2 separate regions of the Cricetulus griseus genome follow, and region 2 is linked to region 1. Evidence: chromatin contacts called from public Hi-C data. All regions are on one chromosome and are shown on one strand. The core of a region is the stretch at or near the end of the contact, and the rest is flanking DNA. Distances in the headings are between cores, read along the strand shown.

Region 1 (6,850 bases), core at 4,342-6,841:
TTTGTAATATATTTAGTTACATCGGAAACCCAGACACACTTAATTGGACTATTTCAGTGATGCCAAGAATGTATAGTTACAACATTGTTCCAGGTGATTCTGATTAATGGTGGTAACCAGTCCCCACTGCTCCAAGCCTGAGGCTCAGGGGGAGCTGGTGTCTAAACTCCCCCTGGTGCACGATGGGTAAAGAAAGAGAGAATGGTGCCTGCACACAAAAGTTATTTGTCCTTCCTAGGCAGATCGATATTTTCCAGAGCTTTTGAAAAGTGCGCATTCTATTCTTCCACAAGCTTAGAACTTGGCCTTGAATTTGTTTGTGGAAATAAGTAGCCTCATTTTAATACTACCTCTTTAGCCTCTGGCAAGTAAAGAACTTTTAATAGTAGAGTTTGGGAAAAGGCTAAAAATAGAAGTAGGGAAGCAAGCATACCACACGCAGAGTAAGATCCACAGCAGAAAAAAGAGAGGGGACCTTAGTATACAGGTAACCAGAGAACCTTGGTTCGATGTTTGTCTAATAAGAAAATAAGATGCAATGCCAAGTTACAAGAAGGTAGGAAATTCCTAAGTCATGCATTGACTGGAGAGTAGGGCATAGCAGAGGACATGGACTCCATGGCATCGCATCAAGGAAGGCAAGTGGTCTACTCCCAAGCCACACCCTCTATTTTCTTCTTACTGTTTATTTTGAGATCAAGTCTCACTGATCTCAAAGATGGCCTTGAACTTGCCATCTCCCAAGTTACTCTCCCAAGTAGCTATGATTACAGGTGCACACGTTAAGGCCTGACTCCCTAAATTGTGTCGGATGACCCCTAGTTAGAATGCTAGTTGTTAGACTCCGGTTCTATCTCTTACACTGTTACTATAATTGTTGTAAAAGTCTGCTGTCATTGGCTTGAATTGCATCCTTTATTTTGTGCTTCTTATCTTTCAGGATGAGTTGGTTATAAAGGAAGAATCAGATACTCTCTTCCCTTCCCACTGATTTTGAAGACAACTTTGCTACCTATGCCCCATTTCTGAGGTTCTGAATGAGAAGTAATCCTACCTCTCAGGTCTCCAAGGATGTGCATCCATATCAAGGTGGGAATTTTTTATGGGGGAAGGAAGAATTGTTATGTATCTACTCACACGTGGTGGTATGGTCATGGGTATGGGTGCATGCTGTACAGCACACATGTAAAAGTCAGGGTACAATCCCTGACTTCTCCCACTACTCCCTTCTATTTGAGACAGGGTCTCTCAGTGGCTAGAACATCTACCAGCCTAGCTGTCTAGTGTGCTTTGAGAGATCCTCCTGTCTCTACCTCTAATCTTAGAGTATCGTATTGGATTACAAGCATTACATTACTTCACCCAGCATTTTACAGAATTTTGGGGATCTGAAATCAGGTCCTCATTCAAGTATTTTACTAAACATCTGCCTAGTCTTCCATGTAAACATCTGCCAAGTCTCCCATGTCTGAGTTTTCTTCTTCCTTTGGCTATAGGACTGAAATAAATTTTGTTTTCACTTATCCTTTATCCTTTCCATCACTTGGAGATGGTGGCATTTTCCTTAAGATATGCAAGTACAGGAAATGTGAGATACACACCTGCTCACTAAAACCTAGCAAAGTCTTTGATGCAGCTTTGGAGAGGCTGAGGAGCAGTGTCCCTCACTGTGCCTGTAGGAGAGGACAAAATCAAGAGGTGGCCAGCTCAGAAAACTAACCATGGTGAGGACATTTTACTCTATGGGAAGGATACTTGCACCTTTATGAATCAGGGACAATGGGAAGTATAAGGAAAGAACAGAGTTTACATTATATTTTTTGACCTGGCCAGGAGAAGGTATATTACAATTGTAGAAAAGATTAAATTTATGTCACTAGAAATAAAACCAACTTTTGTTTTTTATCTTTGATTTTAAAACAAGGGTAATGAGAAAAAACATTTATTTTTTATGTCAAATGTTCCTGTTTTCTTGACTCTAGCTCTTCCTCACTTTCTTCCTTCCATATATTAGTACCATCTGCATGCCATGTTCTGGGCTAAGATTGAAAAAAGTCTGTTGATTTGTTATGAACTTTAACAGTTATTACAGTGTTTTAGATATTACTGTTTTAAAGTAAGCTAAAAATTTCAAAGTATTATCAAATGACTTAGAAATGCTACAAAATATCCCTATGTTCAAGGCTGGACCCCATGCTGATGACCCTCTGTCACCATCTAGAGGTAGTGCAAACATATTGCAGGCCCAGTTCTTAGGAAACAGGATGTGTGAAGTCATCCCAGAAGTTAAGGCTTTGCAAATGTTTGTATATCAGCCCTGCAGGAAAGGTTAGACACTTCCATAGGTAAATGAACACTATCAGAGTTTTGATTGCTGTATCTGTGGTAATATAGGAAATAGTTCCTGGAAACTGAACCAAATTTTAGAAGACTGAGATCTATTGAATTATAAGAATTGGAATGACACTAAGGGGGTTGAACCAACTCTGTTAGGTTCAGAAGGAGGCTGAGGACCTTAATGAATGGATACTTAATGACTCCATGTTTTTGGAGAAAAGACTAATATTAGGAACTACACTGTTCATTCGTGTTCTCCCTGGGGCAATCCCTCCCTTACCCCCAGCCTGGAAACATCTGGAAGTTGGCCCTGAATCATCTCTCTCTCTCTCTCTCTCTCTCTCTCTCTCTCTCTCTCTCTCTCTGTGTGTGTGTGTGTGTGTGTGTGTCTGTCTGTCTGTCTGTCTGCTCTGTCTCTGTCGTCTCTCTGTCTCTCTTGTCTCTCTCGTCGTCTCTCTCTCTCTCTCTCTCTCTGTGTGTGTGTGTGTGTGTGTGTGTGTGTGTGTGTGTGTGTGTGTGTGTGTGTTGGTTAATATTGATTGACGATCTGAGAGTATCAGAATGACCTAATCGATAAACCTCTGGGCATGTTTGTGTGGCAGTTCGCTATCTAGAGGATTGGGCTAATAACTGAGATGAAAGACTCTCTCTAAATGTGGTTGGCACAAGTCCATGGGGAGGATCTTAGATCAAATAAAAAGGAGATAATGAGTTGAACACCAGCATTCATCTCACTGCTTCCTGAGGATGGACACAATGTAACCTGCTGCCTACCTTTCCTGACAGGATGAACTATATTCCCTCTAACTATAAGCTTTGGATTCCAGTCTTGAGCTTAGCCACAAATAGAGTTGCTCTGAAAGGATGTGGGTAATTTCTTGCAAACTCATCTTAATTCGAGGAAGAACACTTGCCAGGGGCACAGTTTTTATCAGCTTTTTGTGGACAGACTAAGTGTCCCTCCAGTTTCTGTTGGTGTTTGCTTGGTGCTGTGACCTACAGCACTGTTGACCCAGTCTCCATTTTTGTTAATTCTATTGGTTAGTGACATGGTGGGTGTTTTTTTTTTCTGCATGTCTTTGGTGTCTAATTTCCTTTAGTGTCCATTTCTTTGGTGAAGTCACCTAATGCATTAAGTCACCCCTATCACAATCAGCTAGCTGCTCATCTCTGTGTCCTATGCCCAATGGATCCTGGCTCAGCATCACAGGCAGTTTTGATGCATATGTAAATTCCACATAACTTATTATACAAAGTATATGGAAATATCCTGTTCTTACTTTTAAGGCCTCCTTATGAAATGGTTAGAAAAATATACTAAGTTCTTAGAATACCCTTTAGATATAGCATGATGATTACTGTTTAACTTATTTTAAGACAGGGACCCAGTGATTATGGAACCCTGATTTTTCTTACTTTGAAACCATGCTTCATCCTTACAGCAGATATGTGCCACATTTGCCTCTACAGTCCAAGTTTATCATTCACTGTTGCACTCAGTGAACTAGACTATGTATATTGACCTATCACTTTTTTCTGAGATTGACAAGGCCCTCCTTGAAATGGTATTTAGGGGGCTGAACAGGGCTGTCTCCTTCTATTACCACCCTTGCTCTGCACCCTGATGATGGCGACAGTAACCTAACTCTGTCCCCTCTGCTTGCCTGGGTACCTCTGGTCAGTCTGCATGCTCGGCAGGCTTCCCACTGGCTGATATTTGGAGCTGATATTGCTTACTACCTACACACAATACACAGTCACATATATAGGATGCTGCATCCTATATACCTGCATACTTTGCACACCTCTGCCAACACTACAGGGCCCTCCTCATCCAGGCACCTGATGGTTTTGTCTCTTTCCTGTTTAATGCTTCCACCATGGCCACTACCTTCACTGCTTCAAAAGTTCTTCATGTATGCTGTACCCTTTCTCTTATTGGGTAAATCCTAGTCCCCTCTTTCTTGTAAAATGGACTTGCTGTCTTGGGCTTTAATTTTTCTTTTTCAGTGGCATCTCTAAGAGATGTCTCATATTTGACAACCCCCCTCCAACTACAGTCTGTCTTGCTTAGGACTTGGTTGGTGCTCTTTGATAATATTTGTGATTACATGCTTCTGTTGTTGTTTTGCTGCAGCTGAGCTGTCCAATGAAAGTCTTTCTCACTGGCCTGTAAACGAGTATTTTATTTTCCTCACTACTAACTGTAGGAATCAAAAGAACCAAATAAGTGCGTTGAGTAAATGGGTAGCCATACAGAATGAGAGGTGCCTCATGTCTACACAAGCTCTATTTCTTAGAGTGTAAAGAGGTCTGGCAATCTGGGGACAAGGTTAAATTTGTAGAAGAGAGTCTAGAGAAGGCCACCTCAGAGCAGGGGTGGGGGTTCTTTTACACACTGGGGACGGTGACCAGTTATTCACTGCTCACCGTTCATTCTTCAAGCTGCCCTAGATATGCCTGTTACTGGTGGGATTCTGGGCAGTTGGGCGATCTTGAATGCATCCAAGCTTCAGGATGCACATCTCTTTATCAAAGGTTCGGGATTGCCACCTAGTCAGGGCAGGGCCGCGGGCGAGGCAAAAGAGAAAACTGCAGCAAGTTTCCAGGGAACCCTGGGTTTCTTCGCCATCACCAGAAGAGTTGTCCAGAAGTCACACCCCTTACCTGAGCCTCCAGCTTCTCAGTTCCTCAGCTCATCTTTCTGTGGCCCCAAGCTAGGATCCCTAGGCGGACCCTGAACGCTGCTATCCCTCTCCTGGCTGTGCGTAGGTCCCTCCCTCCCCCTTACTCCCACCCGGCCTCCCCGCCCCCTCCTTCCCCTCCCTCAGAGCCCAGGCCCAGGAATCCCACGCCCTTTGCAGTACAGGAGCTCGGACGAGCCCAGGGAAGCCTCGGGTCGCCAATCACCGAGCGGAGGAGAGGCGGGCGCTAGGCTCGGGCGCGCTGGGGGAGCCAGCTGGCGCTGCTCTACTCGAGCCGCAGACAATCACCCCGACACCGACACGCGCGCAGCAGACCCGCGGGCATCACCAGCAGAGCTTCCCCGCCACCGGCGCTGCAAACCGGACTTTGGAGACCCCTACACCCAGAAGCGCCGCAGGCCTGCGCAGTCGGAGCAGGGAGGAGGCTCACAGGCTCCCGCGCTGCCATGTGAGCCGCAGAAGCGACTCTCACCTGGCGCCGCACCTGGGGCTCCGCGGCCCTCGGGGACAATGCACGCCTCCAGCAGTCACCGCGTCCGCACCTGACCATGGAGTGCGCCCTCCTGTTCGCGTGCGCCCTCCGGGCCGCTGGTCCCGGGCCGCCGTGGGGCCCCGCGGGACTAGGGCGTCTGGCCAAGGCAGGTGCCACCACCAAGGGGCGCGCCGCACAGCCGGGACCAGGGAGGCGCCCGACCCGCGCTACTGCTCACACTTGGGTGTCACCTTTTTCTCTCTTGCAGGCGCTCCAGTTGTGCTGCCTCTGCTGTGCTTCGGTGGCCGTCGCCTTAGCCAGTGACAGCAGCAGCGGTGGCAGCGGATTAAATGATGGTGCGTATTTGCCCTCTGTCTCTGTACTTCACCATCCCACAAGGGCTCCCCACCCTGCCCTTCACACTCTGTCCTCTTTGTGTTCAAGAGGGAGAAATGTTAAGAAAAAGGTGCACCTCCTAACCTGGCAGGTGTATGCTGCTCGGAGAGGGGAAGTGTGGCAAGGTCTGTGAAGTTATCAGAAAATCAATGCCTCAAGCTGAAAGTCACAAAGATGAGAAAATAATTTCCCTCCTTCACAGATGGCTTGTTAAGAAAAAGAATCCGAATTTAAGTAAGAAATTAGAAAGGAAGTGGGCACCGAGTAGGGAATTGATAAGAGGCTCCTTCGTTTCCTTCCTCCCCTGGGAAAGCCACAGAAACTAATTCTAGTTGAGTCCGAGAGGGGGTGAGCCCCAATTTTCCCTGCTGCCACTGTCCCATTGCCCTTTCCTTCTTTCTCTCTTTGCTGATATTGTGCCATGGATACTCAAAGTTGCCTTTTGGTGGAAAGCGCTAGCACAAGGTGCTTTAAGTCTTTGTTTTTTGTTTGTTTGTTTGTTTGTTTGTTGTTGCTGTTTTCCTGTCTCTTAAGCCCCCCAGCTTCAAAGGTCCAGAGTATGCTTGGTCTTTTCTCATTTATTGACTCCACAGGACTCCCAGAGAGGGAAACCCTTGTTTTCAGTGTTTCCCACCAGCTGCAGGAGAACAATTCATGTTTGCCCCAGGCTCTTTAGCAAGACCTTACTGGCCAACATGGATTTCTCTGGATTCTAAAATTGTCATCTTTGTAGGACTGAGTCCTCTTGTCCAGATGCAAGGGACTGGATAGTGCCAGAATTACGGGCAAAGGCTTTCAGAGAATCGGTGGTGAGAGGACAAGAGACCCAGAAATACACTTTTGTCAGCTCTACCTTTTGTCCCCTCAGACCCAGTCAGAAGTTTCTAAAACATGCCCCCTGTTCACTGAGATCTAATGGCCATCAAGCCTTTCTGTTAAG
Region 2 (6,742 bases), core at 1,263-3,762, 140 kb before region 1:
TTAAAAAATACATTTGAAGGGGTACAGAGTTATGGTAAATATTTCCTTGTAGGGCTCTGCCATATGGAATACCACACTTATTATACCAGTTAGAAAATGGGCTTATGAAGTGATGCCACCTGGCTGAGGGCGATACAGGCCTGAAGCTATTATTCTGCCTCTGCCTGGAGAATCCTTCCAATAGGGTTTCTTCCCCCAGGAAGCTGTGCTATTTGATTTCCACACTCCACCTGGCCCTTATTCAGTACCAATGTCTCGGATTCTGTGTGTGGGTAACAGAGGAGAAGCCTGACGTGTTTCAACAGAAATCTCTCGGTTGTAACACTGATGCCAACTTTCCAGTGCGACAGGCAGGAAATAAATCAGGGGAGTCTTCCTCCATCTCTAGGAGGAAGGAAAGACACTTGAGATGTCCAATAAATGGGGAGACCCTGGTGTGGCATCTGCTCTAGGGATGGAGGTCTGAGATCAGGGTAACTGATTTGATATTCCTCACCCCACCCCAGTTTACTTTTGTCCAGCGCTAATGTCTGGTACTAACAGAAACATCTTTTCCACGTCCCCCATGTGGTGCAGGAAATAGCTGCCAGGAAGGGAGAAGGCAGAGGCCAGCCTGTGTCAAGTCCCACGAAGTCCTTCAGGCACCGTTTTCTTCCTGGGCCAATTAGCTGGAAGGGTTTAGAGGCTTCTGTGAATGGAGATGATGGTCGTCTCTGATTGAGTGCTCTCTGGAGGCAGAGGCAGACATGAATTGATGGAAGTGAGTAGGACTTCCCTCACATGATTGCCTTTGCTTGAAAACTCTGTTCAGGAAATTGTGGTCATCGCTCAATAAGTGACCTGGACTTCCATGGAGTCCTTGGGAAAACAGCCGATTGGCAAAAGGGGATGCTGATCTCTGAGCAAGGGAGTGCGGTGCATCATGCAGGCATAAACAGAGCGTTTGGGCATGGTCAGCGGTACAGGTATCCAGGGTCTCTGCACAGCTTTTGTGGCTTTGTGATATAATGTTGCCTTGAGTGGCAAGGCTGATGTATGTACCGAGGCTCCACCTTACACCTGGGCAGTGGCTTAGTTTCTTGTCTTATTGCTGAGACAAAATACTCTTGACAAAAGCAACTCGAGGGAGAAAGGGCTTAAATCAGTTCCCAGTTTAAGGTAGTGAAGTCAAGGCAGGGGGATCTGGAAGCAGATGCTTACATTGTATTCACAGTTAAAAAGTGGAGAGAAATGCACGCAAGCTCAGCTCACTTCTCCATTCTACACAGTCCAGCATTCTGGCTCGGGAAATAGTCTGAAGAAATCACTTTGTTTCTTCCTGTGTTTTTCTTTCTGCTGCCTTGAAAACACTTATGACTAGTGCAGACTGCTAGGAGCAGTTGCAGTAAGCTATTCCAACCCTCTGGGGGAGAGCCCAGGTTCCAGAGGTGTGCTGTTTTGATCATTGTCCACCAGGTGGCAGCCTCCCCACGGTAACTGAGGCAACAGCTTTCTCAGAAGTCTTTGAAATGCTTATTGGGTAACTCCAGCAGGGTTGACGCTGTACTGATGAGACAAATGATTCAGCCTCTGCCCTCAAGAAACTTACAGAGGCGTGGCTTCAAAAGTTCCGTCAATCAGACTGTGCTGTTTTGATACTCCTTAGATAGGACTCCTTAAAAATAAAAAAGACACTTTATGTTATGTATTATGTAAAGGCTCCTCCCTACCTACCTGAGAGGAGTCATTCAAGGGCTCACTTTACAGAACAGCAAACTAGATGCGCGTTTTTATTTCTGGAATCATGGAGCTGGTGAAACAGAGGCAGACCCAAACCCATGCCTCTCTGCTACTCCCATCTTCATGTTCTTTATTACGTCTTGCTAAGTATTAGTTTCATAAAGTGCTCAGAAGGTACAGCCAGCCACAAAGGCTGGGTATTTTCATGTACATTATATCCCTGATGGCTGGTTATAAATGAAGACTCTGCTTTGGGGGAAAGGTATCCTTTGGCCCTATCGGGGTGATGCTGATAAGATCAGCCTGCATTCCCACAAACCTCCTGGTGAGAAGCAGCACCCAAAGATATGCCATCTGTGTGTTCTGCAATAGTTTGACGGTGAAATTAGCATGGAGGCATTAATGTCTTGTGGTGAATTCACCTAGCAGTCTGTCTACAGATGTGCACGGTATAGTGCAGCACATGAATGTTATCTGGAATATAAGTTACAATGCATTTGTTTGGCAGCTCACTGAGGCAGAGTCCTGAGTGTGTCTACAGCATTCTAGTCACATTTGTGGTTTTGGATTCCAATAGTAATTCTTTGAGCTGTTTCTTCTCCGGAGAAGACTTCTGCATCAGGATCACCCAAATAGAACTGATACAATGAATGTAGCCTTAGGGAGAGCTCATGTGATTCAGAGGCTGGTATGTTCTAGAATCTATTATCTGCAAGACAGAGATCCAGGAAAGCAAGCAGTGTACTTTGAACCCAAGTCCAGAAGGCCTGAGACCAAGGAATCCAATGATGTAGGTCCTAGTCAAGTTCAAAGTCCTTCGACAAGAACACCGGGGCTGCCAGTTTCCAAGGTTAGAAAGCAAATGGATGTCAGCCCAGGCAGAGTGAATTCTTCTTTCTCACCCTTTTGTCCTTTTTTGGGCCCTGAGACAGTTGGACGATGCCCACTCTATTCAAGTGGCAGCTTTTTATCCAGTCTGCCAAACACAGACTCCTCAGGGACCATCCTTATAAACTCTGGATAGTGCTTCACTGGCTATCCAGGCTATCTAGTCAGGCATATTGACACTTGTACTCAACCATCACAGCTCCCCCACTTGGCTTTTACACTTCAAAATGCTGTTGGAGGAGAGACTGGTGAGAAACCTCGGGTGAGGACACAGTTTCAAGAAGAGGCTGCTGGTGAGAAGCAGGAAGAGAGTGGGTTGGCAGGGCAGGGCAGGCCAGGCCAGGCCAGGAGACAATGCCAAAGAAGAAAGCAAGCTCGGGCAAAAGTTGCAGACTGGGGAGCTTCCCCCGGATCCCATCAGGGCATCTTTGGAAAGGAAATGGTGTCCTAAAATCTGGGGCAAGGGAGATGGGGATTTCCCAGAACTGTACCTGTCAGCCCTTTGTGAAGAGTAGGAGGCAGAGACAATGCTTACCCCAGAATTGTGGCTTGCTAAGCCCATGAGCAAAACTAACTTCATTAACCCAAGATCAGACTCTCCAAGTCGTTCCATTGGTAGCAAAAGCCCCCTGACACATGGTACAAAGATATCCAAGGGCAAGTAGGTGGGGCATTGACATCACCCCTGCAGTTTTTAGGCTCTTGAAAAGGACATCTTTAATTTGATGCTTGCAAACCCTTACAGAGGCCTGTGATTTGTAGTACTTACTCTGTAGCTCACTGTAGCGGTAGAATAAGTTAGCAGGTTGCTAGTTAGTTCACACCTCGGTACAATGACCTCTCATCCAGTATTTTTCTGACTGGCTGGCAGTGTTTTGTCCGGTCTGCTGAGGTTCACCCTCTTTCTCTTATGCAGTCTGACTTCCGTTTTCTACCGTGATTGGAGTTATCTCAGTTTGCCATCACACGCTGCCTGTACAAGAGCCATCACGCCCAGAAGGAAGGGGATGGAAGGTGGGCTGCCAATAATGGCAAAACTCACTGAAGTTAAAGGTGGCATACACTCTGAGCCAAGGCCTAGTCTGACCCCTCTGGGGACTGGTGCCTGAGCTGCAGAGTTTGATGTGATTGACGACAGCTGGATTTCCACATCCTAAGGAAAGGGTGTGCACACACACACCCCACAAGTGTAACGTAATGCACCTGCAGGGGAGCAGGGACAGAAGACAACTTCACATGTCTGTCCTCAAGTGCATTCTGCCTTTTGTAAGACAAGGTCTTTCATCAACCCGGAGCCTCGAAGTTCAGGTCAAGAAGCTGGTCTCAGATCCAGAGGCCCCTTTGTCTCCACCTGCCATCCTGAAGCTCTGGAATTAATTATAGTCACATGGCACCGTGTCTGGCTTTTTACTTGGCTTCTGAGAAACCTGGAGTCACATCCTCAAGTTTGCAGCGTGGACTATCTCTCTAGTCCTAGATGTCCACTTTCTAAGTCACTGGTGGCCTCTAGGACTCGAGACTTCAGTTTCTTCTTTCTGGAAAAGCCCTTTGGGTATGTTTAGTTGGGGCCAAAGTCAAAGGGTGCTGGAAGGAAGACGTTTGGGGGAAGACATAAGAGAACAACCATGCCCCCTGCCTCCCCTGCACTGTTCAGAAAAGATAGGACATTCCTGAGTGATCTCTCCTAAGACAGCTATTTGAGTTATTCAGGGACCCAGGGTCACACAGGAAGAGTAGAGTCATACTCCACTCTCTAAATCTCTATCCTAAAGGTTACCCAGTGGAAAGCACTCAGTGTTCCACTACATCACAGGGCACTAAGGTCCTCATCAGCATCACTTCATGGACATTAATTACACCTCTGTGTGCATGTCAGCATTTCCCTCAGCAGGTCTGTTCTCAGCTTAAATTGCTTAAAGCTGCACAGACACTTGGTGATGACAGCCCAGCCCAGGTGTGGACAGGCTGGGAAGAACTGGGTGCTGGGACATCATCTGTGAACCTGTCTTACTCATCTGGCCACGCAACAGCTCAGTTCCAGCTGCCTCAACACATGCCGATGGCCCCAGGGTTATACTCTGATGTGGAAAGATGTAAACAGAATGGTCGGAGTCCAGTGTGGACTGTAAACTGAGGTCTCTGATCCTCCCTCCTCCTGGGTTAAGAAGGAGAGCCCAGATTCTATCAAAATTTGAGATATTTGAAGTGGCTTTAAAAGAGAAAGAGGCAATAAAGGTGGACGAATTCCTGGTAAGAGGTGGAAGCTAGGGATGGAGTTCCTGTTAGAGCTCTTGCCTAGAGTGTACAAGTTCCTATGTTTGGTCCTCTGTAAGGAGATGATGCAACAACAGGCGTTCAACACTCAGGGACAGCCATAGCAGAAAGCCTTTGGCTGCTAAACCTGTGGGGTGGTTGAGAGCGTGGGCTGTAAGAATGTAAAGATCTTTGAATGACATCTCTGAAGAAGTGACTTTGGAGCTGAAATGTGCCAGGCACTAGGGCTATACATAAAAGAATGATGGGACTGAGACTGTGAGCTTGGACAGAGTTTTAAGTATTGGAGAACAGGGGGGAAGTGTGTGGCAGAGGAGAGGCAGAGGGAGCACTGTGGGGGTTGATGCCGGAGAGATAGGAATGCACCTCTTTGCTGTGGTAAGAGAGGGTTTTAGTTTCCTCCTGTGTATTTTTGTCTATAGTACTCAAGGTAAAAGCTCCAGCCATGTGCATACTCGGCAAGCACTGCACCACTGAGCTCTGTCCCTGGTCCTCATTTTTCCCCTAAGCAGTGGGAAGCTAGTGAAATGTGCCAAGCGAGAGAATAATTCTATCTCTTGGAGCTTAGTCGGCCTGCCCTACACTGGCAGCAAACACTGCTTGGCCACCTCCTTCATTCTGTTCTGAGTGCTAGCTCCTTCTCAGTGACAGCAAAGGTGTCCTTCTCAGCAAAGGTGTCCTTCTACACTCCCACTTAGAATGCGGATGTGGAGGGAATGTTTGCCTACAGCTTTCTCCTTTGGAACCTCCATTGTCCACGATGACTATAGTTTCACCACCACCACCAGCACATTCCAAGATGGTGGCTTTGGCCCATCTTGTCCCCTCTCTCACTTTCTGTGATTTCCTCCTCCTCCAGACATTCACGCATCCTGAACCAACTTATTTTAAAAATATATTTATTTTATGTGTGTCTGCCCATCTCTCTCTCTCTCTCTCTTCTCTCTCTCTCTCTCTCTCTCTCTCTCTCTCTCTCTCTCTCTCTCTCTCTGTGTGTGTGTGCATTGTGTGTGTGCAGTGACCAAGGAGACCAGAAGAGGGCAGAAGATCCCCTTAAATGGGAGTTACAGATGCTTTTGAGCTACCATGTGAGTGCTAGGACTTGAACTCCCGTCTTCTGTAAGATCAGCCAATTCTCTTACCTGCTGAACTGTCTCTCAAGCTCCTGGACCAACTTCCTGAAGTGTAACAGAGAATCTGTATTCATTCCCCAACCCTATGTGTAAAGCCTCTCTTCAACTTATGGTTAATCTAATAGACCATATAGAGGCTAAGCTCAGTATTTACATGCATTTTTGTACTCGATGTACTCACTGACACTCTCTTTTTTTTTTTTATTTGATAGCAGCTTTTTTTATTGGTTACAAAACCTAAGCCCATATACAAAATTAGGAACACATTTAGATGCCTCTTTTGAAAGAACATTTTAGTCATTTTTAAACTGAGTTTAAAAAAAATAAAAACAGTGCAATTTTAAAACACTTTTTTGAAAACTTAAAAGTACAGCAATACACTCAGTTTCCTTTATCTACGAAATGGTGTGATTCCAATTAAAAACTGTAAGGTCACAGCAAAATGAATCGGACAGATGCACACAAGTCTGCACTACTTGATGCTAATGTTATTTAAAGGTTAGTTTGCACTTAGGACGAGAGAGGAAATGGGAATCATCACAGTAGAGGCCCAATTTAATCTCAATGTGTGCAAATCTGAAAAGGTAACTGTAAGATGAGTAGGAAGGGTCCAGAAGAAACTACACTGGAAGGGGGACAATCACACTATCCAGAAGATTTGGACTTTAAGGGTTTCACACTGACACTCTCTATGCCCTCTTCTTTGCCAGTAGTACTATCAGGCAACC

Evidence for each region. Hi-C and Micro-C count contacts between places; a contact is called where the count stands out from the background.
Region 2: a Hi-C map of liver shows a contact between it and region 1, with 2.4 times the contacts expected there. The contact joins the enhancer-like site here to the promoter of Adamts18 in region 1. A contact is called at or near these places in 2 of 8 Hi-C or Micro-C datasets (the CHK-Q cell line and liver).

What each region holds. Positions count from the first base shown.
Region 1 is chr3:190,249,202-190,256,051 of CriGri-PICRH-1.0, reverse strand. It overlaps Adamts18 (A disintegrin and metalloproteinase with thrombospondin motifs 18), which reads left to right and starts at 5,591. Exons shown (of 23, transcript XM_027406073.2): 1 at 5,591-5,680; 2 at 5,783-5,870. The coding sequence starts at 5,591.
Region 2 is chr3:190,384,666-190,391,407 of CriGri-PICRH-1.0, reverse strand. No RefSeq gene overlaps it. Among named protein-coding and RNA genes, the nearest start is that of Adamts18, 140 kb to the right of the region's middle. Within about 2 kb of position 2,512, at least 1 of the 6 cell types and tissues checked has open chromatin away from gene starts, as enhancers often do.